5 separate regions of the Mus musculus genome follow, and all the other regions are linked to region 2. The links are chromatin contacts, called in public HiChIP or PLAC-seq and promoter capture Hi-C maps. All regions are on one chromosome and are shown on one strand. The core of a region is the stretch at or near the end of the contact, and the rest is flanking DNA. Distances in the headings are between cores, read along the strand shown. Region 1 holds the start of Kpna6 (karyopherin (importin) alpha 6). Region 2 holds the start of Tinagl1 (tubulointerstitial nephritis antigen-like 1). Region 3 holds the start of Pum1 (pumilio RNA-binding family member 1). Region 4 has its middle 25 kb from the start of Ptp4a2. Region 5 holds the start of Tmem39b (transmembrane protein 39b).

Evidence for each region. Promoter capture Hi-C pulls out the DNA fragments that hold promoters and counts their contacts. HiChIP or PLAC-seq counts read pairs in DNA pulled down with a chosen protein or histone mark.
Region 1: a contact with region 2 is called in an H3K4me3 HiChIP or PLAC-seq map of embryonic forebrain, with 3 times the contacts expected there. The contact joins the promoter of Kpna6 here to the promoter of Tinagl1 in region 2. A contact is called at or near these places in 1 of 484 Hi-C or Micro-C datasets (cortical neurons), 6 of 115 datasets of contacts at active chromatin or transcription factors (acute myeloid leukemia, bone marrow-derived macrophages, embryonic forebrain and 3 more) and 2 of 9 other capture datasets (adipose tissue and liver).
Region 3: a contact with region 2 is called in an HNF4G HiChIP or PLAC-seq map of pancreatic cancer cells. The contact joins the promoter of Pum1 here to the promoter of Tinagl1 in region 2. A contact is called at or near these places in 5 of 115 datasets of contacts at active chromatin or transcription factors (bone marrow-derived macrophages, embryonic limb bud, embryonic stem cells and 2 more).
Region 4: a FOXA1 HiChIP or PLAC-seq map of pancreatic cancer cells shows a contact between it and region 2. The contact joins the enhancer-like site here to the promoter of Tinagl1 in region 2. A contact is called at or near these places in 6 of 39 promoter capture datasets (the 3T3-L1 cell line, 3T3-L1-derived adipocytes, cranial neural crest and 3 more), 2 of 15 datasets of contacts at CTCF or cohesin (the NIH/3T3 cell line and large pre-B cells), 21 of 484 Hi-C or Micro-C datasets (B cells, the G1E-ER4 cell line, the HL-1 cell line and 10 more), 7 of 115 datasets of contacts at active chromatin or transcription factors (the NIH/3T3 cell line, astrocytes, embryonic basal ganglia and 4 more) and 1 of 9 other capture datasets (pancreatic islet).
Region 5: a promoter capture Hi-C map of second pharyngeal arch cranial neural crest shows a contact between it and region 2. The contact joins the promoter of Tmem39b here to the promoter of Tinagl1 in region 2. A contact is called at or near these places in 9 of 39 promoter capture datasets (the 3T3-L1 cell line, 3T3-L1-derived adipocytes, cranial neural crest and 5 more), 1 of 15 datasets of contacts at CTCF or cohesin (large pre-B cells), 20 of 484 Hi-C or Micro-C datasets (B cells, the Ba/F3 cell line, the G1E-ER4 cell line and 14 more), 8 of 115 datasets of contacts at active chromatin or transcription factors (the NIH/3T3 cell line, astrocytes, embryonic forebrain and 4 more) and 3 of 9 other capture datasets (adipose tissue, embryonic stem cells and macrophages).

What each region holds. Positions count from the first base shown.
Region 1 is chr4:129,671,439-129,676,269 of GRCm38.p6, reverse strand. It overlaps Kpna6 (karyopherin (importin) alpha 6), which reads left to right and starts at 3,503. Exons shown (of 14, transcript NM_008468.4): 1 at 3,503-3,593. The coding sequence starts at 3,590.
Region 2 is chr4:130,172,466-130,177,500 of GRCm38.p6, reverse strand. It overlaps Tinagl1 (tubulointerstitial nephritis antigen-like 1), which reads left to right and starts at 2,699. Exons shown (of 12, transcript NM_001168333.1): 1 at 2,699-2,778; 2 at 3,294-3,608; 3 at 4,506-4,569. The coding sequence starts at 3,302. It overlaps Gm52490 (a long non-coding RNA gene), which reads right to left and starts at 4,179. Exons shown (of 3, transcript XR_003955116.1): 1 at 4,130-4,179; 2 at 3,730-3,789.
Region 3 is chr4:130,659,889-130,664,692 of GRCm38.p6, reverse strand. It overlaps Pum1 (pumilio RNA-binding family member 1), which reads right to left and starts at 1,372. Exons shown (of 22, transcript NM_030722.3): 1 at 1,226-1,372.
Region 4 is chr4:129,793,640-129,798,229 of GRCm38.p6, reverse strand. No RefSeq gene overlaps it. Among named protein-coding and RNA genes, the nearest start is that of Ptp4a2, 25 kb to the left of the region's middle. Within about 2 kb of position 2,714, at least 257 of the 459 cell types and tissues checked have an H3K27ac peak or open chromatin away from gene starts, as enhancers often do. A contact at or near this core is called in the G1E-ER4 cell line, the HL-1 cell line, LSK cells and 13 more, where this site is marked.
Region 5 is chr4:129,694,018-129,698,528 of GRCm38.p6, reverse strand. Tmem39b (transmembrane protein 39b) reads left to right here and starts at 1,684. Exons shown (of 9, transcript NM_199305.2): 1 at 1,684-1,814. The coding sequence starts at 1,811.

The DNA.
Region 1 (4,831 bases), core at 2,254-4,753, 500 kb after region 2:
CTTCTCAAGTGGCTGAGAGACTCGGGGAACCCCAGAGCCCACGGTGGCCATGGTGGCTGCTACTAAAAGAATGCAGTTGTGTACAGATGCAGCTGTGTTTATTACTGCAGGCCTTGCCAGCCCTATGAAGATGTGTGCTGTGTGTGTTCACTCCCACAGGTGGTAACATGGCTACAGAGTGCTAGAGCTGGGATTAAAAAAAGAGTCCTGGGGCTGGAGAGCTGGCTCAGCTGTTAAGAGCAGTGACTGCTCTTCCGAAAGGTCCTGAGCTCAAAACCCAGCAACCACATGGTGGCTCACAACCATCGGAAATGAGATTTGACGCCCTCTTCTGGTGTGTCTGAAGACAGCTACAGTGTACTTATATATTATATATTATAAATTTTAAAAAAATCCTCGCCGGGCAGTGGTGGCGCACACCTTTAATCCCAGCACTTGGGAGGCGGAGGCAGATGGATTTCTGAGTTTGAGGCCAGTCTGGTCTACAGAGTGAGTTCCAGGATAGCCAGGGCTACACAGAGAATCCCTGTCTCGAAAAAACCAAAAACAACAAAAAAAATTTTTTAAATCCTCTAAAAGGTGGTAACACTGTTGTCCTAGAAGAATATGACTTGATTCTCCCAGCATGTAGTCACTGCCACCCCGCCCTGTCCCAGATGATGGTGACAGGCCAGGATATTGCTACACTGGGGAGGGAATGCTGGCAAGATGGGTCAGAGGGTCAAGGCTCTTTGTACCAATCCCGACAACCCAAGTTCCATCCTTGGGACCAACACGGTAGAAGGGAAGACCTGACTGCTATAAGTTGTCCTTTAGCTTCTCTATACACACATATATTAAATAAATGTAACTTTACATACCTTTAGATTTATTTTATGTGTATGAGTGCTTTGCCTATATATGTATATGCTCCATATGTGTGCCTGGTGCCCTTGGAAGTTAAAAGAGGGTATTGAACCTGCTGAGATTGGAATTGCAAATGGTTTGTGATTCCCATCTGTTGGGAATCAAACCTGGTCCTCTGAAAGAGCAGCAGGTGCTCTGAATCGCTGAGCCAGCCCCAAAAAGGTAATTTTTACATTTTTATTTCTTTAAAAAAAGCACAATAGGGACCGTGTTGGAACTCTCGGTGCTTCCGAGATGACAGTTATGGTTGCTGGGGTCACTAGGCGGGCATGAGGAGGAAAGCCACCCGAGTGAGAGTGAAGCACCAAAGGGTTGCTTAACTCCAGTGTGTCAGGAGCCAGCTTCTGACCCTTGAAAGTGAAGAAAATTCCTGAGAGCAGGCAGTGGGAAATTGCTACAAGAAGAGCGATACAATGTATTTAGTTACCTTTCTGTTGATTTTTGTATTGGTCTTTTTCATATTTGTTTCCTTTCCAGAGCTCAGGACTAAATCCAGGGCCTTGTGTTATTTATTATATGTAAGTTATTATATGTAAGTTTAGCTGTCTTCAGACACACCAGAAGAGGGCATCAGATCTCACTTCTTTTTTTTTAAAGATTTATTTATTTATTATATGTAAGTACAGTGTAGCTGTCTTCAGACACACCAGAAGAGGGAGTCAGATCTCGTTACAGATGGTTTTGAGCCACCATGTGGTTGCTAGGATTTGAACTCCAGACCTTTGGAAGAGCAGTTGGGTGCTCTTACCCACTGAGCCATCTCACCAGCCCCAGATCTCATTTCTGATGAGAAATGCTAGTTTGTTTGCTTATTTATTTTGTGTGTGTAGTACATTTGGTTAATAGCACATGAGCAAAGATAGCATGCAATTTCAGAAGTTGGAGATCTCTGTACACCAGGGATTCCAAGGCACTTTCTCTTTTCTTCTTTTTCTTTTTGTTGTTTTTTGTTGTTTCTTGGGGGGAGGGTTGGTTTTGTTTTTGTTTTGTTTTTTCGAGACAAGGTTTCTCTGTGTAGCCCTGGCTGTCCTGGAACTCACTCTGTAGACCAGGCTGGCCTTGAACTCAGAAATCCGCCTGCCTCTGCTCTGCCCGGCTGCCACAAGCACTTTCAACTATTGGGCCATCTCTGGTCCTTTCTGTGGTTTGTTTGTTTTTTAAGAATTTATTTATTATATGTAAGTACATTGTAGCTTTAGACACCAGAAGAGAGCATCATATGTTACTACGGATGGTTGTGAGCCACCATGTGGTTGCTGGGATTTGAACTCAGGACCTCTTGAAGAGTAGTTAGTGCTCTTACCCCCTGAGCCATCTCACCAGCCCCGCTGTCTCTGGTTTTAAAGACAGATGGGGCAGAACGATTTTGGAGATAAGTGAGATAAGGAGGTTGATTATTGTGATAACAGTATTCCTTTTCCTCAAGTCATAGAATTTGACTTTTGAGTTGTTTCACTTTATCGGCCAGGCATTTGGTTAGAATTGGCAAGATTGGACGTAACCCCGGCTCTGTGTGTTGATGTGGAAGACTGGAATGCTATCATGCAAAATAAGGAGGTTAATAAGCATCAGCCCCAAATTCCTTGATTCAAAAGGCACGTGCTTCAAGGTCCTCATCACTAAAAAAGGGAGCTCATTGACCTGTTATTTATTTGTTTGCTTGTTTATTTGTTCATTTATTCATTCAATAGCTATAAGTCAGACACTGGAAGGTGGTGGTCATACTAGTCAGCAATATAGAACTGACCCTGTCATTAAAAGGTTACTGGGCTCTGCCCCTACCCCACCACACCCTTTTGCTGGAGAAACAAACTCCCTCTAGTGTGATAGCGCACACCTGTAACCTCAGCAGAGGGGAGGTGGAAGAAGGAGAATCTAGAGTTCAAGTCTAGGATATCTGAAACCCTGCCTCCCGTAAACAAACAACTGGTCTGGGAGCCTTTTACCTCAGCACTTGGGAGGCAGATAGGTGGATCGCTGTGAGTTTGAAGTCTTTCTGATTTATAAAGGTCCAGGCCAGCCAGAGATACATAGTAAAGATCCTGTCTCAAATGAACAAAAACAATATTCAAACCCCAGCTTAATCTCCACTCCTTTTCCTTATCTCCGGAGCCTTGAACGAATCACTTCCTCTCTCAAAATAATTATTTAGTTCAGGGTCTATACAGGCTTAATTATGAAGAATTTTTGGGAAAGAAGGTCTCGCCATAAAGAAGAAATAAAAACAGAAAGAGATTGGATCTCCAGGTCCAATCGTTCTGCCCCTTCTGCCTTTAAAACCACAGACAGCAAGGACCAGAGAGATGGCCCAGTGGTTTAAAGTGCTTGTGGCAACCGGGCGGTGGTGGCGCACGCCTTTAATTCCAGCACTTGGGAGACAGAAGCAGAGGCAGAGAGTTTGACACACTTTGTTTTGTACATATTCCTTCTAGTCTCCCTCCAGCCTCGGCTGTCTATTCCATCCCTAATTGCCATCTTTAGTGGCTGCGTTCTCTTTAAGCCCGCCCCTATCCTGATATCCCTTGGAGGGAAGGGGGCGTGAGGGTTAAGAACGCGTTTTAGCACGGTATAAAACGTTTGTCCCCGTCAGGCCGCCGTCCTGCAGGTCCGCCATATTGTCTGCCGAGGCTACCGCTGAAGCTACCGCTGCGGCCGCCGCCAAGTCCGAGCGAGCGGAGCCGCGATGGGTGAGTGAAGCGGCTCAGGAGATGGGTGTTCGGGCCGAGGTGTCGGGGAGCGGGGTCTGGCGAGGGCCTGTCTCTCGTCCGAAGCAGATGTCGGAAGCATCCAGAGAGGCATGGGAGGAGAAGGCAGATCGGGAGCGCCCCTCGGGCCAGTTTAGGGCTGGCGTAGGGCCGCCCGCACGGGGAGCAGCCCTGGGGGCTTGTTCCGCACTGCTAGCGTCCTGGGCTGTCCCCACGTGGTGGCCTCGGGTCAGAGCTCGCGCTTCCCGGGGTAAGCAGAGCCCTGCCCTCTCGCCCTGCGCCTGCCGTGGATCCGGGGGCCGGGCTCCGGGCTCCAGCAGCAGGCCTGGCCGCGGAGAGCCTGCTTCCTCGGGCTTTTGGACGCCGGGCTTCTGAACCAAGTGAAGTCCTAGCTGCCTACGTAGAGGGTAGAGTCCTCTGGAGAGGAGACCCAGGGCAGGCCAGCTCCGGCCCGGTAACCAAGGGCCGGCCGGGTCCAGCAGAGCTTGGGCCTTTGAAGGCCAGGAAAATGTCCCAGTCGGCGCAGGAATGGGGTGGTTCGGCTAGACTCAGTGACAGCCTTCGCAGTGGTAGAGAGACCAAAGCCAAGACTTCTTGGCACAGACAGGTCAGGGACTTACTGTTTCTGGGCCAACTCTGGTTAGGAGAAAAAGAGAGACCTGTTGATCTTTTTTAAAGAGCATTCCGGATACGAAAGCCGTTGCTCAAAAGAATACGATGATGGTCTTCGAATTCAGAAGTGAAACCAGTATTGGTAATTTGTTGGCATCAGTAAAGTGAAAAACTTTAAATTTGCCAATCTGTACGTGCAGACGTTATTGTCAGTGCTTAACGTGTCTTGTTTAACCTAATTGCAATCTAGTGGGATAGGTGCTGCTGTTATTCCTGTTTTGCAGATGGGGAAACTGAGGCTTAGAGTGGTAAAGTAACTTATCCAAGGTCACGCGGTGATTAAACCAGGGTGATCACTCCAGAGCCCTAGGAATTAACTGGTGCCTTTTATGGGCTGGCCCTCTAGTGGTGGGATGAGAGAGAGGGGGGACAGTTTTAACCCTGCGTAAAGTTGGGAAGTTGTGTTTTGATATGGGTCCAGTTTGAAATCTTTAGTCTGAATGAAAGTGGAAAAGTTTAGAGTGAATTGCTGACCTCCGCCTATTGTAAAGAGTAGTGCATTTCTAAAGTTTGCTATAATCTCTAATTCTGAGGAAACAGAAAAGACT
Region 2 (5,035 bases), core at 1,450-3,949:
AGTCTCAGAGGATGGCTGGGCACAGAGGTGTCCCTTGCTGGTGTCCCTTGCCTGTTGTTCTGTCACAGGCTCTAGGACAAGGTCCCATTCTGAGCAAGATTTAGAAAGTGAGTCACCAGGATGGTTGTGCGGAACAGGAAAGTGGGGTCCCTGGCACCCCCAGGCCCTGCCCTTTCCTCTGCTTCTTGGCCAAGGAATCTAATGAGTCATGCGACTCCACTGAGGTGGGCTCTGAGCCAGACTCTGTGATGACAGGGGTAAGGGGTGGAGGGGTGATCCGGCCCCACCCTCCTCCCTGCTCCAAGTTCCTGTCTCCTGTAGACAGACAGACACAGACAGGCAAACAGCTACCCACTACCTACCCCTGTTCCCCCAGCTCGTCCACAGGCATCTAGTAGACAGGTGTTTACAAGTAGGAGAGGCTTTCAACGACATTCTGACACCAGCAGCTTACACAAACGGACACTGGACACGCAGACAGACCCAGGATAGTCACAGAGACACACACTGTCCACACAGCTCTAAGGGCACGGACACACAGGAGCATAGCAGGTAGACAGGTAATTCCGTAGGCAGGCAAGAACCAAAAGAGAGCCAAAAAAAGGTAGAGGCACACAGGGGATATAGCAAGACACACACACACACACACACACACACACACACACACACACACACACTCACTCACGCAAGTGAGTGCCAGAGGGGGAGAGAGAGAGAGAGAGAGAGAGAGAGAGAGAGAGAGAGAGAGAGAGAGAGAGAGAAATCACACACAGCAGCTCACAGGGAAGGGGTGCTCTTTGGCAAAGGTAGACCCAATGTTATGGCCTCTAGCCCTCAGAATTTTGAGACTGACCCATGAAAGCAGGTACCAGGCCTGTTCTGTTGAAGCCAGTCTCCTCCCAGGGGAGATGATGTTGGCAGTTCTGAGGGATCTATCTGCCTTTCGATTTGATGAATCGAGATTGAATAGGAAAGGGGGGGCTTCCCAGCCAGCAGGATCTTGAGACCTGTCATATGACTAAGGGTGCCTCAGGAGAGAGAATACACTGGGTAGCCTGTGTTCTGGCTGTGGAACCTTGGATAAGTCTGCACTCACTTGTGCCCTGCCCCCCACCCCCCGCCACGCCCACTTCCTGGTTTCACATAGCATAAGGTGGCTTTGAACAGGCTACACACCTGAACTTCTGATCCTTCTGCCTCCAGTTCCTGAGTGCTGGGAATACTGACATGTGCTACAGCACAAGTGTGTGTGTGTGTGTGTGTGTGTGTGTGTGTGTGTGTGTGTGTGGTGTGTATGTGCATGCGTGCACACATACAGTCTGTGTGCATTAGACTTATGAGGATGGCTTTGTGGACTCTATTCTCTCTCTCCATCGTCTAGATTCCAGAGGCTGAACTCAGGTCGTCAGTATAGTGGCAAGCCCCATTGCCCACTGAGCCATTCTCACCAGCCCCACAGTTTTTATACGATGCTAAACACGAACTCAGGGCTCTGTACACGCTAAGCAAGCACTCTATCAAGGAAGCTGCATCCAGACCTTGTCTGTTCTCTTGAGCCTCAGTTTATCTTTTAGGCTTCGTGCTCTCAGATCCTTTCAGAGTACGAATGGATAGGTCTGTATGTTGGGTGCTTCCGCACCCCCTGGTGCCTCACCACCCTTGCCTCACAGCAGGGGGTAGCTCGGTCACAAGAATCCCTTGTACTGACTGCTCTCTGCAGAGAGTGACAGCTAAGGGGAGGTGTCTCGGAGAACTAAGAGAATCCCCGCGCTCCTGCTTGCCCCAGAGAAGGCTAGGATAACTGTCTAGGTGTGGTGTCCTTCCTCCACCTAGAGAGTCCTCTGGCCCTGGGCCCAATCTGTTGGAAGAAGGAGCTTGCACAATGGGGAGGCACAAAGTGACAGCCGGAAGGCCTCAAGGGACAGAAGCCCCATTGTGTGAGGGCAAGGCAAAGGTTAGACCAGAAACGGAAAGGGGCTCTGCAGGGGGCCCCAGCTGCCAGGGCCCTTGATGTGGGGCCCGCCACGGGACCTTGGGCCAAGAAGGATGCCCTTGGGCCTGGTGGAGGGGGCAGTGTTGGGCAAGGTGCCCATCACTGGGGGAGGGCAGACCCCACAAGGGGCGGCTGGGTAAGCTCAGACTCCGCACCGCACCCACCTCCTGGGGAGGAGCTGCCCGGAGCTCCGTGAGCCTAGGCAGCTTCCTGAATCATCCCTTGGGAATTCCTGTCATTCCTGGGAGCTGCTGTGGCTTGGAGTGGCCCCCAGCCCAGGGTCACTGGGTCAAGGATGTGCCTGGCTATTTTTCTTCCTGGAGGGCCGGGTTGGGGGGGGGGGTTAGAGATTTTTGCCCCTAGCTCTTGGTCCCTATCAAGTCCTGAACTCTGATCGTAGCTGCCTCCTCGCCCGCTTCTGTTCACGTTTTCAGCTTCGTAAAATCGCTGGGAAAGTCCTTCCTACTATCAGTCCACAATTCTTTCTCCGTGAGTTGCAGTTCTGCTCCCTAAGAAGAGGGTTCCATTGACAAGAGATCCCTCAAGGAGGACAGTCGCGTACACATTGTCCTTAAGCCGTTCCCTCGGAGCTAAGGGCTACTCCAGGTACCTACAAGTGGGCCCCGCCCTCCCCTCCCACAGTCCGGGGTTGGGGCGGGTGCTGCCGGCAGGGCGGTACAAAAAGCGTCCCGCCCTGCGCTCCTCACTTGACTCGGTCTGGCAGTCTCGAGCTTGGAGGCGGAGGCGCGCAGGGCAGCCTGGGTCCAGCCCACACCCCTCACCAGGTAGGGACTCTCCCTGATCAGAGGGTAGAGGGTGTTGAGAGAAGGAGCAGCGAGGAGGGGGCACACTGAGGGAGAAGGACCCAGGGCAGAGAGGCACAGAGGAGAGGGTCAGAGGGACGCAGAGCAGAGGGTCAGAGGGACACAAGGACAGAAGGGCGGGGGCATGCATAAGGAGGAAACACAGAGTCAACAATCCAACTCAGATGCGTCAGAGAGGTAGAGGGACCAAGGGCAGGAGAGGAGAATGCGTGTTGGAAATGTCAAGGTCCCATTTCCTTGTCCATGACAGTCCCTAAACAGGTCAGGGAGGGGGGTCTACTTCTTGTCCCATGAGTGGACTGACATCTAGTGCTGTCTTTTCCCTCCCGGAGACTCGGGAGTCAGGGTTCCCCGCTTTGCTGAGCCTCCTAGGAAAGCTCCAGGACGTGTGAAGGGAGACCCACCCTTGACGTTTGTTAGGGAGTCTCCAGAAGCCAACACCTCTGACCCCTGACCTCTGTTCTCCTCGGGTCTAGGAGGCACCATGTGGGGATGTTGGCTGGGGCTGCTCTTGCTGCTGCTGGCTGGCCAGGCTGCCCTGGAGGCCCGGCGGAGTCGTTGGCGCAGGGAGCTGGCGCCAGGGCTGCACCTGCGGGGCATCCGGGACGCCGGTGGCAGATACTGCCAAGAGCAGGACATGTGCTGTCGAGGCCGTGCTGACGAGTGTGCCCTGCCCTACCTGGGAGCCACCTGTTACTGTGACCTCTTCTGCAACCGCACCGTCTCTGACTGCTGCCCCGACTTCTGGGACTTCTGCCTCGGGATTCCACCCCCCTTCCCTCCCGTCCAAGGTGGGCACCGAGATGGCCAGCAGAGCGGCCACCTTGTCACTCCCAGTCCCAACGAGGCTCAGGAACAAGGCTGATAATGGGTATTTCCAGGCTTTGAAAAATGTAGAAAAGAAATCCTCACCCTGTTTCCTGCCCCTCTGGAAGTCCCTCGTGTGGTCTTACTTGACTCTTTCAAGCAACACTGAAAAAAAATAGTCCTGTTAGGCCCTAGGGCAGGGCAGACAGGCTCCAGCACTATCTCTCAGTCAGTATGGGGAAGGTGGCAGCCCCACCTGCTGACTCATCCTGAGGCTGATAGAGCACGAAGGGCCCAGCCAGGTTGTCATAGCCAGAGACCTCACTTAGGATTCAGCACCTCTGAGAATGGCCTGCACGTGTCCTTTCCCTGTCCCAGTAGGAGAACTACGGAAGTCCTTCCTGTCGCATCCCAAACCCTGCTGGGCTTTGGGCTAAGGAAAACCCATGCCTTAGTTGCTTTATATCAAAATGCTGGGCCTTTTAAAAGGAGTTGCTTGCCTTACCTGGGCTTCAGTTTCTTTCCTAAAGCTCCTTCCATGCCCATGGGCAAGTCCCAACTCATTTGAGTGACAAAGGGTACCAGGAATGTCATGGCTGGCATCCAGGTGAAACGACATGGACCCAAACGGAGTCCTTGAACAGCTTGTGTGTGGCACCCTGTGTGGGAACCCGTGGATGTTCTAGGATGTAGTTTGGGATGTAGTTTGTCTCTAGATTTCGTTGGGCTGGGATTGGTGTGTGATTACCACCAGCTCGGGAGGTTTGGGGCTGCTCCTCCTGAAGTCCCTCGTGTAGTCTTACTTGACTCTTTCAAGCAACACTGAAAAAAAAATCCTCGAGGATTTAGCCATTTCTTCTTTCCTTCTCTCCCTCTGGTAGGGTGCATGCATGGGGGCCGGATCTACCCAGTCTTCGGAACCTACTGGGACAACTGCAATCGATGGTGAGTGTGAGAGATTGGGGTGGACTCAATTTGATCGCTATGTGGCAAACAGACTTGGCCCCAACCCCTATCACCCATTTCCCAGGGATGAGTTCTTTTTGTTCTCTGGGCCTCAAGTGTTTTCATCTGTAATGTGGAAACTTTCAAACTGACCACGCCATCTCATATAATAAGATTCTAGTCACAAGCCTGGGAGTGGTCAGCCATCGTTAGGTTGGCTGGGGGCCACACCTAAGCCAGAAGTTTTTCTCCACTCCTCCTGGTTTGGGCTGGCCACCTTCCCAGCTGGGCTTGCTGTCACAGGAGAGTCCAAGGGGACGCCAGGAAGGAAACCTCTGCAGCATCCGCTGTCCTGGGCGGGATGAAGGGTCAGGGATGACTGCGTTGGCCATCAGCCAGTGGCCTGCAGCAGGGCCTTCCCTGGAATGTGCCCTCTCCCTACCCCCAAACCCCCAGTTCCAGGCAG
Region 3 (4,804 bases), core at 123-2,622, 490 kb before region 2:
CTAAAAACCCTGAAGGAAGCTGCTTATCTTAAAAGGAGAGCCACATTAGTAACTTTTACACCAAAGCAAACAGCTCAAGCTACAATCCTACCTTCAGAAGTAACTGGCTTTAAAAACTGAACGCCCAAAAGCCCTCATAAATCATCTTAATAATCCCAGTAATTAATGGGGTGAGCAAAATGATCAAGTGTAACGAAGCGTTATCGTAATTTGCACAATGAAAACGAACAATCCTTCAAAGTTATGGTGGGGATAAAGCCTTCTCTGGTCATCTATGTGGGAGTTCCTCGCGATGTGGGAGGGGAGCTCTTGGGAAGAGGGGTGAGCTTCACTGGAGAAAAGTTACTGGAGTGTTCCTCCCTTAACGTGGGAGTGGTACTGACGAGTCAAACAAATGACCCATGTTTACCCACCGCGTTCGTGAGGACCGAAACTGTAGCACTGTGTAGCTATCTACATGTTTGTCCTACTACCTGCTGAAAGCCCCTTGGAGAGGGAAGCACACCAACACAGGGAGGATCAGAGAGGAAGAACACCCCCTCCTCAAGGGGGAGGAAAACACACACAAGCTCTCACAGAAACAAAAGGCCACAAGGAACCCAGGCGCTTAAAAAGCGATCCGAAACTTCCTGATGGTCACCTCTCCATATTTCAAGGCTTGCAAGATCGCCCACTCCCCCACCACCATGGGGGGCTCGCCCGAGGACCGTGGCCCACCGCCCGCTTTCTAAAGCCTTGTATTGTTCCTCCCTCGGCGCTGCCACGGAAGCTCCAGCCAAGTCCAAGGAGCCCGCGGGACCACAGAATCTCCACTCCGCGGCCACAAGAGAGGACCTGGGGCTGCTCAGATCCATCCAAAAAATAAATAAATAAATGCAGGGGAGGAAGGAAAAAAAAAAAAAAAGAAGCCGAGCCGAACGGCAACACCAACCTCTAGGGACTCCCGGCAGGGCCGAACGGAGGCACGGAGCCGCCGGCAGCCGCGGGCGAGCCGGGCCCCGGCCGCGGCCCGCTCCCCACCCCCTCCTCGCGGATAACAATAGGGCCTCGCTGCCGCCTCCCAAACACGTACGAGCGGAGCGAGCGCGGTGCCTCCGCCAGGCCCGGCGGCGTCTCTAAGCCCTTTCTCGCCCCGCCAACCGCTGCCAAACGCCAATACGAGAGGCGCATCGGCTCGCTGGGGGTTCGGAGCACGGTTTGGGGCCACCGGGGCGCGGATACTCACGGGCGGAGCGGTAGGATGAAGATGGATTCCGGCCCCCCGATCTTCGCTCGCCGGCGCTCTCGCTCCCCCTTACCTTTCACTCCGACAACATGGCGGCCCACTGGGGACTGGGCTGACGCGGTGCATCATGGGAGCGGCGCCGGCGCCGGCCCCAGCTCCGGCGGTGGCAGCGGCGTGTGCGGAGCGGGCGGGCGGGCGGGCGGCTCTGGAACAGGTTGCCCGGTTGCCATGCCAACGGCAGGGCCTGTGTGAACTCGGGGAAACTCGCAGGCCACACAACCGCTGTGCCCGCCCGCTGGGGCGAGCGCGCGCCGCCGCCGCGGAGGGAGCGGGGTGGGAGGCACGGGAGCGCGCACGGAGTGCCCGGGCTGCCGTGGGGGGGAGGGGACGCCAACCTGGGGCTGTGCCTGAACCTTGGCACAGCCTGGCCAGTGTCTGGGTTCGAACCCCTTCTAGCCCTCTGGCTCCTGGCCTTTTTGCATCTTTTCCTGCCTCGTTTCCCCAGTGTAACATACAAAAGAAAAGAGCAACAGAACGACCATGCTGATGGAGGGCAGGACCTCAACCTAATTTGCAGGATCTGGAGCGCAATGACAATGGCAGGACCCTTGTTCAAAGGTCATTAGAAATATCAAGATGGAAACTAAGCAAATTAAGCTGAGAACTAGAAGCCAGAGGTGTTTGCAAGCACTCCATTTCAGTTGATTGGTTGGTTGGTTTAAAGATGCATTTGTATGTGATTACACTGTCCTACCTTCAGACATACCAGAAGAGGGTGTCAGATCCCATTACAGATGGTTGTAAGCCACCATGTGGTTGCTGGGAATTGAACTCAGTACCTCTGGAAGAGCAGTCAGTGCTCTTAACCAATGAGCCCTCTCTCCAGCCCTGGTTTGGTTTTTATTGTGACAGGGTCTTTTGTTGTAGCTCTGGCTGGGCTGCTCTCTAACCTACTGAAATCCACCTGTCTCTGCCTTCAAGAACCGTTCAATTTTTTTTTTTTTTTTTTTTTTTTTTTTTAGGTTTTTTAGGCTTTTTAAATTCTTTTTGATTTTTCAAGACAGAGTTTCTCTGTGTAGCCCTGGCTGTTCTGGAACTCCCATTGTAAACCAGGCTGGCCTCAGAACTCACAGAGATATCCCCACCTCTGCCTCCTGAGTATTGGGATTAACAGCCTATGCCACCACCACCTCGCTTTTTTTTTTATTTCTGTTTTTGAGATAGGGTGTCATAGAGCCAGGCTGCCCTCAAACTCACTGTGTAGCTAAGGATTACCTTGACCCCCTGAGCCTACTTCCATACCTTCCTTCTGTTACTACAGACATACCAAATGTAGGACTTCACATATGCCAGGCAACACCCTACCAAACAACTGAGCTACATCCCCCCCCACCAGGTCTCGATATTCAAACTCAAGAACATACTCTATTCAGAAAGCCAGCTTGTAACCAGACCTGAAATTCCTTAACTGAACCTTCATTTCCCACACTGCTAACAATGCTTTGTGAAATCAAGTAGATAATGCATTTAGCTCCATCAGGCCAAGGCCCTGGACAGTACTGAATAGCCATAGTATGCAAGCACACAGGAGGAAGAAAGATGACAGATATGAGAAAATTACACCTTTTAGCTTCTTACCAGACAACTCTGGGCTCCATGCTTTCGTCCTGAGAGCCATAGTTAATTCTTTACTTTCTTTTTTTTTTTTTTTTTTTTTTTGTTTGTCTGGTTGGTTGATTCAGTTTGGTTTTTTTGGTTTCTCAGGACAGGGTTTCTCAGTAAAGACCTGGCTGTCCTAGAACTTGCTCTGTAGAGCAGGCTGGCCTCAAACTCAGTGGTCCAACTGCCTCTGCCTTCCGAGTGCTAAGATTAAAGATGGTCCCACCGCTGTCCCGCTTAGTTTCCTTAGGTTGAACTTCAGCTTCCGTCATCCATTTGGTAAGACTTTAATGCTGGTTTAGCCATAGACAGGAGATATTCGTCTTGAGGACTCACTAGTCAATCAGATGAGGCAATCCCAGCGGAGTAAACATCACCCATCTCTGATCTTGTTAAAGAAATTTACTTTCAAAGGCTCTAAGACACAAACCCAACCCCAGAATAACCCTATCAGAGCACAGCCTCCAGCAGACTCTTGAGACCACTGTTATCAAGTGTTTACCAGTGTGACATATGCTGCCCTCAGACTCTTACTCATTATCCAACTTAAAATTTCCAAACTAGGGCTGCAGAGATGGCTCAGTGGTTAAGAGCACTGACTGCTCTTTTAAAAAAAATTTCTGGGGTTGGGAATTTAGCTCAGTGGTAGAGCACTTGCCTAGCAAGCGCAAGGCCCTGGGTTTGGTCTTCAGCTCTGGAAAAAAAAAAAGACAAAAAATTTCTGCCAGTCGTGGTGGCACATGCCTTTAATCCCAGCACTTGGGAGGCAGAGGCAAGAGAATTTCTGAGTTTGAAGCCAGCTTGGTCTTCAGAGTGAGTTCCAGGACAGCCGGGGCTACACAGAGAAACCCTGTCTCAAAAAAAACCAAAAGAAACAAAAAAATTCCAAACTAAAATAAACAATAAATCTGCCAGACTACAAAATATTAATCATAGTAGACAGACAGGACACCAGTACTCCTGTTTTAAAATGAAAAAACATAAACTGGGCATGGTGGTGCATGCCTTAATCCCAGCACACAGAGGAAGGAGGCAGGTGGATCTCTGTGAGTTCCAGGCCAGACTGGTTTACAGAGCAAGTTCCTGGGCAGGCAGGGCCACACAGAGAAACCCAGTCTCAAAAATGAAAAAAAAAAAAAAAAGCCGGGCAGTGGTGGCCCACACCTTTAATCCCAGCACTAGGAGGCAGAGGCAGGAGGATTTCTGAGTTCAAGGCCAGCCTGGTCTACAAAGTGAGTTCCAGGACAGCCAGGGCTATACAGAGAAACCCTGTCTGGGGGGGGGGGGTGTAGTTGTGTTTGTAAACACTGTAAAGACACTTCTATAAGTCTTCTAATTTTCTGAAAAGACACTTTATTATAAACCTTGGTTTTCAACACTTGTCCCCTAGCTTAGTTGTAAACTCCCCCTCCAAAGGCTTCCCTTGTTTTCTTTGCTACACCGTTACCATTCCAACAAGCACTGTGTTTCTTTGCAGATCTCAGCAGACTAACCTCCTCCCACAACCACAACCACACCCACCACCCATACCTAGGCCTGGCTCTAAGCAATCCTACCATTGTGGGAAAACTAAAAAACTGCGGCCTGGGAGGTGGCACCAGGAACCCTTAAAAAGCTCTGTTTGACAGTATTGGAAACCTAAGGAGGAAGTGAAGAATCCATTGCTAAGCCAGGGGCTAGGAAGGTGCTGAAGAGCCTTCCTTCTCCTTTGGAACTACTTCCCTGGTGAGGCTTTTTTTTTTTTTTTTTAAATCAGTGGCTGAGAAGAATAGGGAAGGTTTGGGGTTCTTTGGGGTCTGGTTTTTATTTGTTTTTGTTGTGGTTTGGTTGCTTAGGTTTTTATTTTGCTGAGGCAGGGGGCTGTTTGTCTATTGGGTTTTTTGATTTTGTTTTTTTTTTTTTTTTTTTAAGACAAGAGTT
Region 4 (4,590 bases), core at 1,465-3,964, 380 kb after region 2:
AAGTCCTCACCAGCACACCTGGTGCTGCTGTTTCCATGGTGACCCCTCACCTTTTGCATTCCTTAACTTGGGGGCGGAGCTGGTGCTGGGCCCAGTCGTTTTCCTATTTCTCCCTGGCTTCTGGAAAATGGAAGGAGAGACCAGGGGAAAGGATTCTGATCGCCCTTGCTTGCTTCTTGGCTCTTTGTTTTCCAGTTCCTTTACTTGGTCCTCACTGGCCAAGGGGCCTGGGATGGAGGCAGAGGATGGAAACCGCTCTGATGGAGCCTAATGTACCTAGATTCAAATTTGCAACTCTTCCAGGAATCCATTGTTTCTCCATTCAAACCTCCTCCAGGCCAGGTGCTAAGAGATCCACAGAGCTAAGGTTGTGGTTGGTCAGGGACCAAGCTGGAAGTGGCTAGGGAAAGCCAAGTGGACAGATGACAGGACCCAGCATGAAAGACACCAAAACAGGCGTTTGTTCTCTGTCTGTCTATGTATCTATCTATATGTCTATCTACCTACCTATGTGTGTATCTATGTCTATCTATCTATCTATCTCTCTATATATATATCCATCTATTTATCTATCCACACGTCTTTTTTTTTTTTCTTTTTTTTTGGTTTTTTGAAACAGGGTTTCTCTGTGTAGCCCTAGCTGTCCTGGAACTCACTTTGTAGACCAGGCTGGCCTCAGACTCAGAAATCCACCTGCCTCTGCCTCCCGAGTGCTGGGATTAAAGGCGTGAGCCACCATGCCCTGCAGATATTTTCTTTATTTATATTTCAAATTTTATCCCTTTTCCTCATTTTCCCTCCAAAAACCCCTTACCCCCCCTCCCCCTGCTCACCCACTCCTGCTTCCCTGTCCTGGCATTCCCCTACACTGGGCCATCGAGCCTTCACAAGGCCAAGGACCTCTCCTCTCATTGATGTCCCACAAGGCCATCCTCTGCTACATATGCAGCTGGAGCCTTGAGTCCTTCCTTGTGTACTTTTTGGTTTAGTCCCTGGGAACTCTGGGGGTACTGGTTGGTTCATATTGATCCTCCTATGGGGCTGCAAACCCCTCCAGCTCCTTAGGTCCTTCCTCTAGCTCCTCCATTGGGGACCCTGTGCTCAGTCCAATGGGTGGCTGTGAGCCTCCACTTCTGTATTTGTCAGGCACTGGCAGAGCCTTTCAGGAGACAGTTATATCTGACTCCTGTCAGCAAGCACTTGTTGGCATCCACAATAGTATCAGAGTTTGGTAACTGTATATGGGATGGATCCCCAGGTGGGGCAGTCACTAGATGGCCTTTCTTCAGTTTCTGCTCCAAACTTTGTCTCTGTATCTCTTCCCCTGGGTATTTTGATCCCCCTTCTAAGAAAGATTGAAGTATCCACACTGTGGTCTTCCTTCTTTTTGAGCTTCATGTGGTCCATGAATTGTATCTTGGGTATTCTAAACTTCTGGGCTAATATCCACTTATCAGTGAGTGCATACCATGTGTGTTCTTTTGTGATTGGGTTATGTCACTCAGGATGATATTTTCTAGTTCCATCCATTTGCCTAAGAACTTCATGAATTCATCATTATTAATAGCTGACTAGTACTCCATTGTGTAAATGTACCACATTTTCTATGTCTGTCTGTCTATCTGTCTATCCATTTATCTATGTCTGTCTGTCTCTATCACTATCTCTGTGCCTGGGATTGTATTCCGGGCCCAATGCTTGCTAGCAAGCCCTGTATTACTAAGTTGAGCTATATCCTCCATCTTTTCATTATTTTTCATTTTGAGATGGTGTCTCACTGCATAACCTTGAACTAGCAATCCTGCCTCAGCTGGCCACCAGGTCTGTCTAGGCTGGCTCTATCACGTCCTGGGGAGACAGAAAGATGGGAAACCCAAACTAAACTGAGAGGGACTCAGGAAGAGCCAGGCACTTGGGAGTTAACTGTGTGGGCTCAGCAAAGCTAAGGGTGAGCATTAGAGTCGCGCAATGGCGCCTGCAATGGTCCTTGCCTTTAATCCTGGGACTCAGGAGGCCACAGCAGGGGTCATGAGTTTAAAGTTTGCCTGGAATTCTCAGCAAGTCCCTGCCTTAAAAACAAACACAAAACACACTCAGCAGACAGACCCAGACCCAAACCGAGACTACCCAAAGCCCAATTTAGTAACCTTAGATAGCTCTGAACTTTAGCCCTTCCCTGTCTTTATTTGTAAAAGGATGGTTGATGCTAACCACACCAATCCCGAGGGGTGTTGCTGGAATTCAGTACAAGGACATATAAACCACCCAGGGTCCTTACACAAAAGGTAAATGCTTCCGAAACGGAGTCCCCGACCAAGCAGCCGCTGCTTCCTAAGCTGGATACCACTGTTGTTATCATTTCCCGCATGGAGCCTAGCTTCTGGCAGACACTTCCAAAACACAGCTTCGCAGCCTTTTTGGACTCTTTCCTTTGGCCACTTCACTTTTGCTTTCTCTCCAGCTTGCTGTTAGCTAGCTCTCTTCCAGGTCATGGAGGATACAGTTCACCTCTAAGGCCCCCTCCTCAGCATTCCCCTTTTCATCAGCACTAGCCACTCCCCTAGGCCAAAGGGAAAAAAGATGGCTTGGGGCTGGTCCAGGGGCTGCATCTGTGCCCTGCCCCCCCACCCACCAAGGAGGGAAGGCGTCTCAGAAGACCGGAGGGGGGTGGGCAGGGTGTGCGTCAGCCCTGATGTAATCTTACACTCATTTCTTGGCCCACTTCCTCCTCCTCAAGTGTTTACTGAAGCCTGAATTCCACAGAAACCTTTGGAAGTGTGTGCAGTGGCAGGCAGCGCGCAAAGCTGTCCCTGCTCCACGGACAGTTTAGGAAGAACGTGATACTCCGCCCTGGGCTCAGGGATACCGGAGAGAGAAAGCCAGTGTCAGGGGAATCCAGGGAGAGGGCTAAGGAAGGTAGACCGAAAGGAGGAGGCTTGGCTGAGAGGCTGACTTCTACCTCATGCCAGAACCCGCTTCCCGCTCTGCAGGCCCGCTCTGGGGAAAGCTAATAAATAGACTCTTTATCTGAGCGGTGCGGAGGAGGCTACCAAAAGGGGTCTCCAGTGAAGGAGCCGCAGAGGCAGCTTAGAGGCTCATCTCTTCTTTGCCAGAATTCCCAACAGAAAAGCAGCTACTTGCAAGGGCCTTGTTTTCTAGCTATTTGCCCAAGACTCTCTTCGGAGGGGCCGCTTGCTCCTCAACCACAGGCTTGACCGGATAGGCCTCCTGCAGACATCCTTAGACGTGCATAGTGGCTCGGGACTTAGGATTCCGGCAGGTATTTGCTAGCTGTCCCAGGCAAGTCATTTCCTTAGACTCTTCACTTCCTCCGGGCAAAAAAGGAGTACGGTGATAGTTCACCTCGCAGATCAGAACCTTTCCTGGCAATGTTTGCAATCTCACAACAGCCATTAGAGCAGTGGTTCTCAAGCTTCCTAAAGCAGCAACCCTTTAATATAGTTCCTCGTGTTGTGGTGACCCCCCTCCCCCGCCATAAAATTATTTCACTGCTAATTCATAACTAGAATTTTGCTACTGCTAATAATGTAAGTATCTGTTACACAGGCTATCTGATATGCGACTCCTGGGGTGGGGGTGGGGGTGTGTGTGTGTGCCCTCGCGACCGCCCCTTACAGGTTGAGCGCCACTGCATCAGATAATGGTATTCTTGTTTATTTATTTATTTTGTTTTTTGTTTTGTTTTGTTTTTTTTTTTTTTGAGACAGGGCTTCTCTGTGTAGCCTTGGCTATCCTGGAACTCACTTTGTAGACCAGACTGGCCTCGAACTCAGAAACCTGCCTGCCTCTGCCTCCCAAGTGCTGGGATTAAAGGCGTGCGCCACCACGCCCGGCTCTCTTATTTTATTTTTATTTTACTTAGGAATCAAGGCTTAGAGAGTCTTTTCTGAAGCCAGGGGCCCAACAGTGATGCTTTCGTCAATATCTAATGACTGCTTCCCAGATATCAGTAGAGATCAGGCTTCCCCACCCCCACAGCTGTGAAACCTAGTACCTCAGCTTGCTCAAGCTCCTGAGTCATGCAGCAAAACCAGCCCAAGATAATCAGGAGATCAAGGAAACTCAATGCAGAGGGGAAAACCCAGCCACAGCCACAGGCCTTCTCATAGGACAGTTCCCACTGCAGGCCCCTCCAATGAGCAAGCCAGCACCTGACACCTGGGTCCTTCCTAGGCTCTGGGACTTCCCACAGTAAGGAGTCAGTGACACCTGGCTCTCTGGCCAACAGCCACGCCTTCCCCTGGTTTGACGTCAACTCGGCTTTTGTTTTGTTTTGTTTTGTTTTGTTTTTTGAAAAGACAAGAGTCTCACTTTGTAGCTCTGGCTGGAACTCAGGCTGGCCTTAACCTCACAGAGATCCTCCTGCCTCCTGCCTCCTGGGTGCTGGACCTTTGCTTTTAAATTACTCTCTTCCCTTCCACCCCACATACCCCATTGCTGGAAGAATTGACACCCCAACCCCCATCTTCACTGTACACCCATTTCGAAGCCTCTATGGTTTCCGCTCAGCTAAGCTCTCTAATCACACTCACCGAGGGTCTGTTAACTGCCAGGCCTAAGGGCCACCTC
Region 5 (4,511 bases), core at 435-2,934, 480 kb after region 2:
AAAATCTATAAATATCTTCTAATTTGTTTGATTAATATGTGTCAAGCATTATGATAACCTGTGAAGTCACCAGACAATTAAAATTGCTTGTGAGGAGCCGGTGTCATGGTCGTGGTGCTCGCATTTAATCCTAGCACTTGGGAGTTAGAGGCTGGTGGGTCTCTCCTTTCGAGGCCAGCCTAGTTTACAAAGTGAGTTTCAGGACAGCCAGGGCTACACAGTGAAAACTTGTCAAACAAAACAACAGCAGGGCTGGCTTGATGGCTCAGTGGGTAAGAGCACTTACTGCTCTTCTGAAGGTCTTGAGTTCAAATCCTAGCAACCACATGTGGCTCACAACCACCTGTAATGAGATCTGACGCCCTCTCCTGGTGTGTCTGAAGTCAGCTACAGTGTACTTATATATAATAATAAATCTTTGGGCCCCAGTGAGGGGGGTTGACTGGTGCGAGCACAGGTCCTAAAAATTCAATTCCCAACAACCACTTGAAGGCTCACAACCATCTTTACAGCTACAGTGTACTCACATAAAATTAAAAAAAAACTTAACAATAATATAAAGATTGCTTATGAGGCTGAGAATATAACTGAATGATAGAACACTTGCCTAGCCTGTATGAGGCCCTAATTTTAATCTCCTACCCTCACCCCCATAGACTGCTTATTAGTCTTGCAAGGGAAGAAATTACACTAACAATAACAGTAGCTACTTGCTTCCTCTGTTAAGTGTTTGCCAAACATGATGGCTAACACTGATTAAAACAGGTACTACATGGATTGTCTCATTTAATCTTCCATGCCTACAAGATAATTTGTGCTTGCATTAGGTTTGATTTCCATCCCTGAATAAATCTGTCATAGTGAGAGTAATAATTCCGACACTATGAAGCAGGATCAGAAATTCAAGGACATCCTCTAATCCATAGCAAATTCAAGGACAGCCCAGGCTACCAGAGGCTCTGTCTTAAAAACCAAAATCAAAGGGCTGGCGAGATATCTCAGCAAGTAAAGGTTCTTGTAGCCAAGCCCGATAGCCTACGTGTTAGGCTACATGGTAGAAGAACCAGTACTACTACCAGTTGTCTTCCCAAGTCCACTGCTCTGCGCATCCCTCCCTCTCTCCGGCACACCAAATTCTAAAATGTTAAGAACCCTAATAGGCGGTTATTATTAATACCCATTAACACTATTTCGAAATTTGAAAATGGCAGGCACAGGTTCTTAGCTAAGGTGGTGGCAGTGAAATCAACAGTGGAGAACATGAGAATCAAACATGAGAAATGGATAGAGTTTAGGGTCATCAAGATGAGGCCAAAAATTGGATATAGAGTTTTGGAGGAAAGGGGAAGTGACTCGTAGATTTTGACTGGGGTGGGCCAAAGCACACTAAAGCCTAAGAGTTCTGAAAGCCCAGTTTGGGACTCGCTGAGTATGAGGTGACTGTGTTGTACAAAAACAGGACTTCACTAGAGGCAAAAGGCCGCTCTGGTGTCCTCCTCTAAGTCAGAACAGGGTGAAGAAACACGGGAGGTGGGTTCGCCCGCTCCAGAATCTCTTGAGCAGCAGCTGCGGGAAAGGCGTGGGGAAAGGCAAGACAAAGAGCGTTAGCACAGCTTTTGTCCAAACGGCCCCTTTAAGAAGCGCGCTCCCGACTCCCAGCCCGCCTAGCATGCAAATTGAGCAGCCGGAGGGAGCGTGCGGCTGATACCCGGCCCGGGCTGCGGCGGTTAGTCCTCTCTCGGCCGCCGTCGCCTCCGACATATTGCCCGCAGGAGCTGCGGCGGTGAGCGGAGAGCGCCGGGGGAAGGAGATGGGTGAGCAGAGCTGGCTGGGCTCGTTCGGGGGTCGCGGGATAGCGGGGAGCCTGGCTGCGAACTGCCTCCCCACGCGGACCGGAGTCGCGGGCAGGGGGAGGGGGAGGGGAAGGGACGCGGCGCAGGCGGGACCCCGCCCCTCCGGTCCTGAGGGGGCGGGTCACCGCTTGGTAGGCGGAGCTTCCAAAAGGGAGAGGGGCTCGGAGGGGCTCAGGCTTTCTTTGGGGCACACAATTCTCCTGTCTGCAGATGGGGGCCGGGCACTCTGGTGGGAGGGGCTGAGAGCTTAGGGTTCGCCTTTTGTGATTGCCGGTGGGGGAGAGAATTTTCTGGACTATAGGGGTTTACACTGAGAGCGGTGGGGCCGCAGGGACACCTAGCCCACCAAGGGAGTCCATTCCGATTCAAGCTTCCAGTCCTAGAGAGCATTGCCCGGCTTGTGGGCGGGGTCTTGGGGTTGACAGTTGTGTGTGGGCGGGGTTTCTGGGCTAGGGGCTTTATGTGGGTGCCGAGCTTCTAAAAGATAGTGGGTGTGGGCAGAGTTCCTGGGCTGAGGGTGTGTGTTGGGGGGGGGGGTTCTAAACCAAACCAAATATAACAGCGTGTGAACAAAGCTTCCGGTTTGGGGCTTGAAGTCAGCTTTCTGGACATGCATATTGTGAAGAGCTGTCAGAAAACCTTCAGAGATAGGAAAGCTTGGGCACCGTGTGTATGAATGGAGGCTACTGTGTTGCTGTGAGGAAGTTGAGGAAGTTATAACTTCGATTAAGGGTTTGGGAGCTAAGTGCAGGATGCTGCCTAGGATCTTAGGCTAGACTACTAAGCTTAGGGAATATAGTTTTGTAAAATCTTAAGTTTGAGATTCCCAACCACAGCGCTCTTTCTAAGGCCATTCTGACGTTAAGGCCAGGCCGTGGGTCATTGAGTTAGATCTCAGGGCCCTGGAGGGAAAACTTGTCTCAAACCTGACCAGATTGTAGCGTCTGGAGACTCAGATCCAGATAAAATCCAGCAAATACCAGCGCTGAGCAGCTCAGGACTCAGGCTCTGAAAATCTTACCAAACTGGTCCAGTGAACCGGATTAAGGGAACTGGCAGTAAAAATAACAGTCTGGTAGCACATGCCTGTCATCCTGTCATCCTAGCATTTGGGAGACTGAGGCAGGTGGGTTGTGAGTTTGAGGCTATTCTGTGCTACTTAGTCGCTTAAAATGTGAATTCACGCCTGGCGTGGTGGCGCACTTCTTTAATCCCAGCACTCAGGAGGCAGAGGCAGGCAGATTTCTGAGTTCGAGGCCAGCCTGGTCTACAGAGTGAGTTCCAGGACAGCCAGGGTTACACAGAGAATCCCTATCTTAAAACAAAACAAAACAAAACAAAACAAAACAAAAGATAATCTCAGAGAGTGAATTGTGGGAAAAAAAGGTAGAAGCCTGGCAGGTGCAATAACCCACCTGTAATCAGTCCCAGTACCGGGGAGGCAAAGCTGGAACCCTGAGGCCAATCAGTTAGTGAAATAGTGAGCTCTGAATTCAGAAAGAACCTTGGTAAGCAAAGAGCACAAAGGAAAAGACATTGACTGGGCAGTGGTGGCTCACATCTTTAGCCTCAGCACTTGGCATCCAGAGGCAAGCAGATCTCTGAGTTCAAGGCCAGCCAAGACTACAGAGTGAGTTCCAGGAGAGCCAGGGCTACACAGAGAAACCCTGTCTCAAAAAAACCAAAAAATGAAAAAGAAGGGTTGGGAGGCTGGAGAGATGGCTCAGTGGTTAAGAGCACTGACTGCTCTTCCAGAGGTCCTGAGTTCAGTTCCCAGCAACCACATGGTGGCTCATGACCATCTGTAGTGGGATCTCATGTTCTTTTGTGGTATGTCTGAAGACAGGGACAGTGTTCTCTTTTTTTTTTTTTTTTTAAAGATTTATTTATTTATTACATGTAAGTACACTGTAGCTGTCTTCAGACACACCAGAAGAGGGCATCAGATCTCGTTACAGATGGTTGTGAGCCACCATGTGGTTGCTGGGATTTGAACTCTGGACCTTCGGAAGAGCAGTCGGGTGCTCTTACCCACTGAGCCATCTCACCAGCCCCGACAGTCTTCTCTTATACATAAAAGAAATAAAACTAAAAAGAAAATAAAAAGTGTTGGGAAGATAGCTTAGTTCTGAATGTGCTTGCCACACAAGCGTGAGAACCTGAGTTTGGTCCCCAGACCCTATGTAAAAGGTAGGTGTGATGGCCTGAGCTTGTAATCCCAGTGCTGTGAGGCCTGAGACCCGAGGATTGCTGGGGCTCACCAGCCAGCCAGCCTGACCTACCTGCCAAGTCCCAGGCCAATGAGAGGTATTGTTTGGAAGTGACAGGAGCAAGGACAAGGTAGAACTATGCACACCTGAGTCCAACTCCACATGCACCATGGACAAGTCACACAAGAGGTGACGAGTGTGCTTACTGGAGAGGGAGGGCCATGGCTACCTGGAGCTCTGAGTAGGGTGGGAATAGCTCCTGGGAGGTTTGAATGAGAAAATGAAATGCATGAGCCCAAGGCAGGCCTTATCAACATAGCAAGTTCCAGGACAGCCAGGCTTCCATAAAGAGACCCTGTCTCAAAAAACAAACTGAAGAAGGAAGGAAGGAAGACACGGAAATACCAGTTAACTAAGATAGCACTACTGTCATCCTTGGTATATGGCC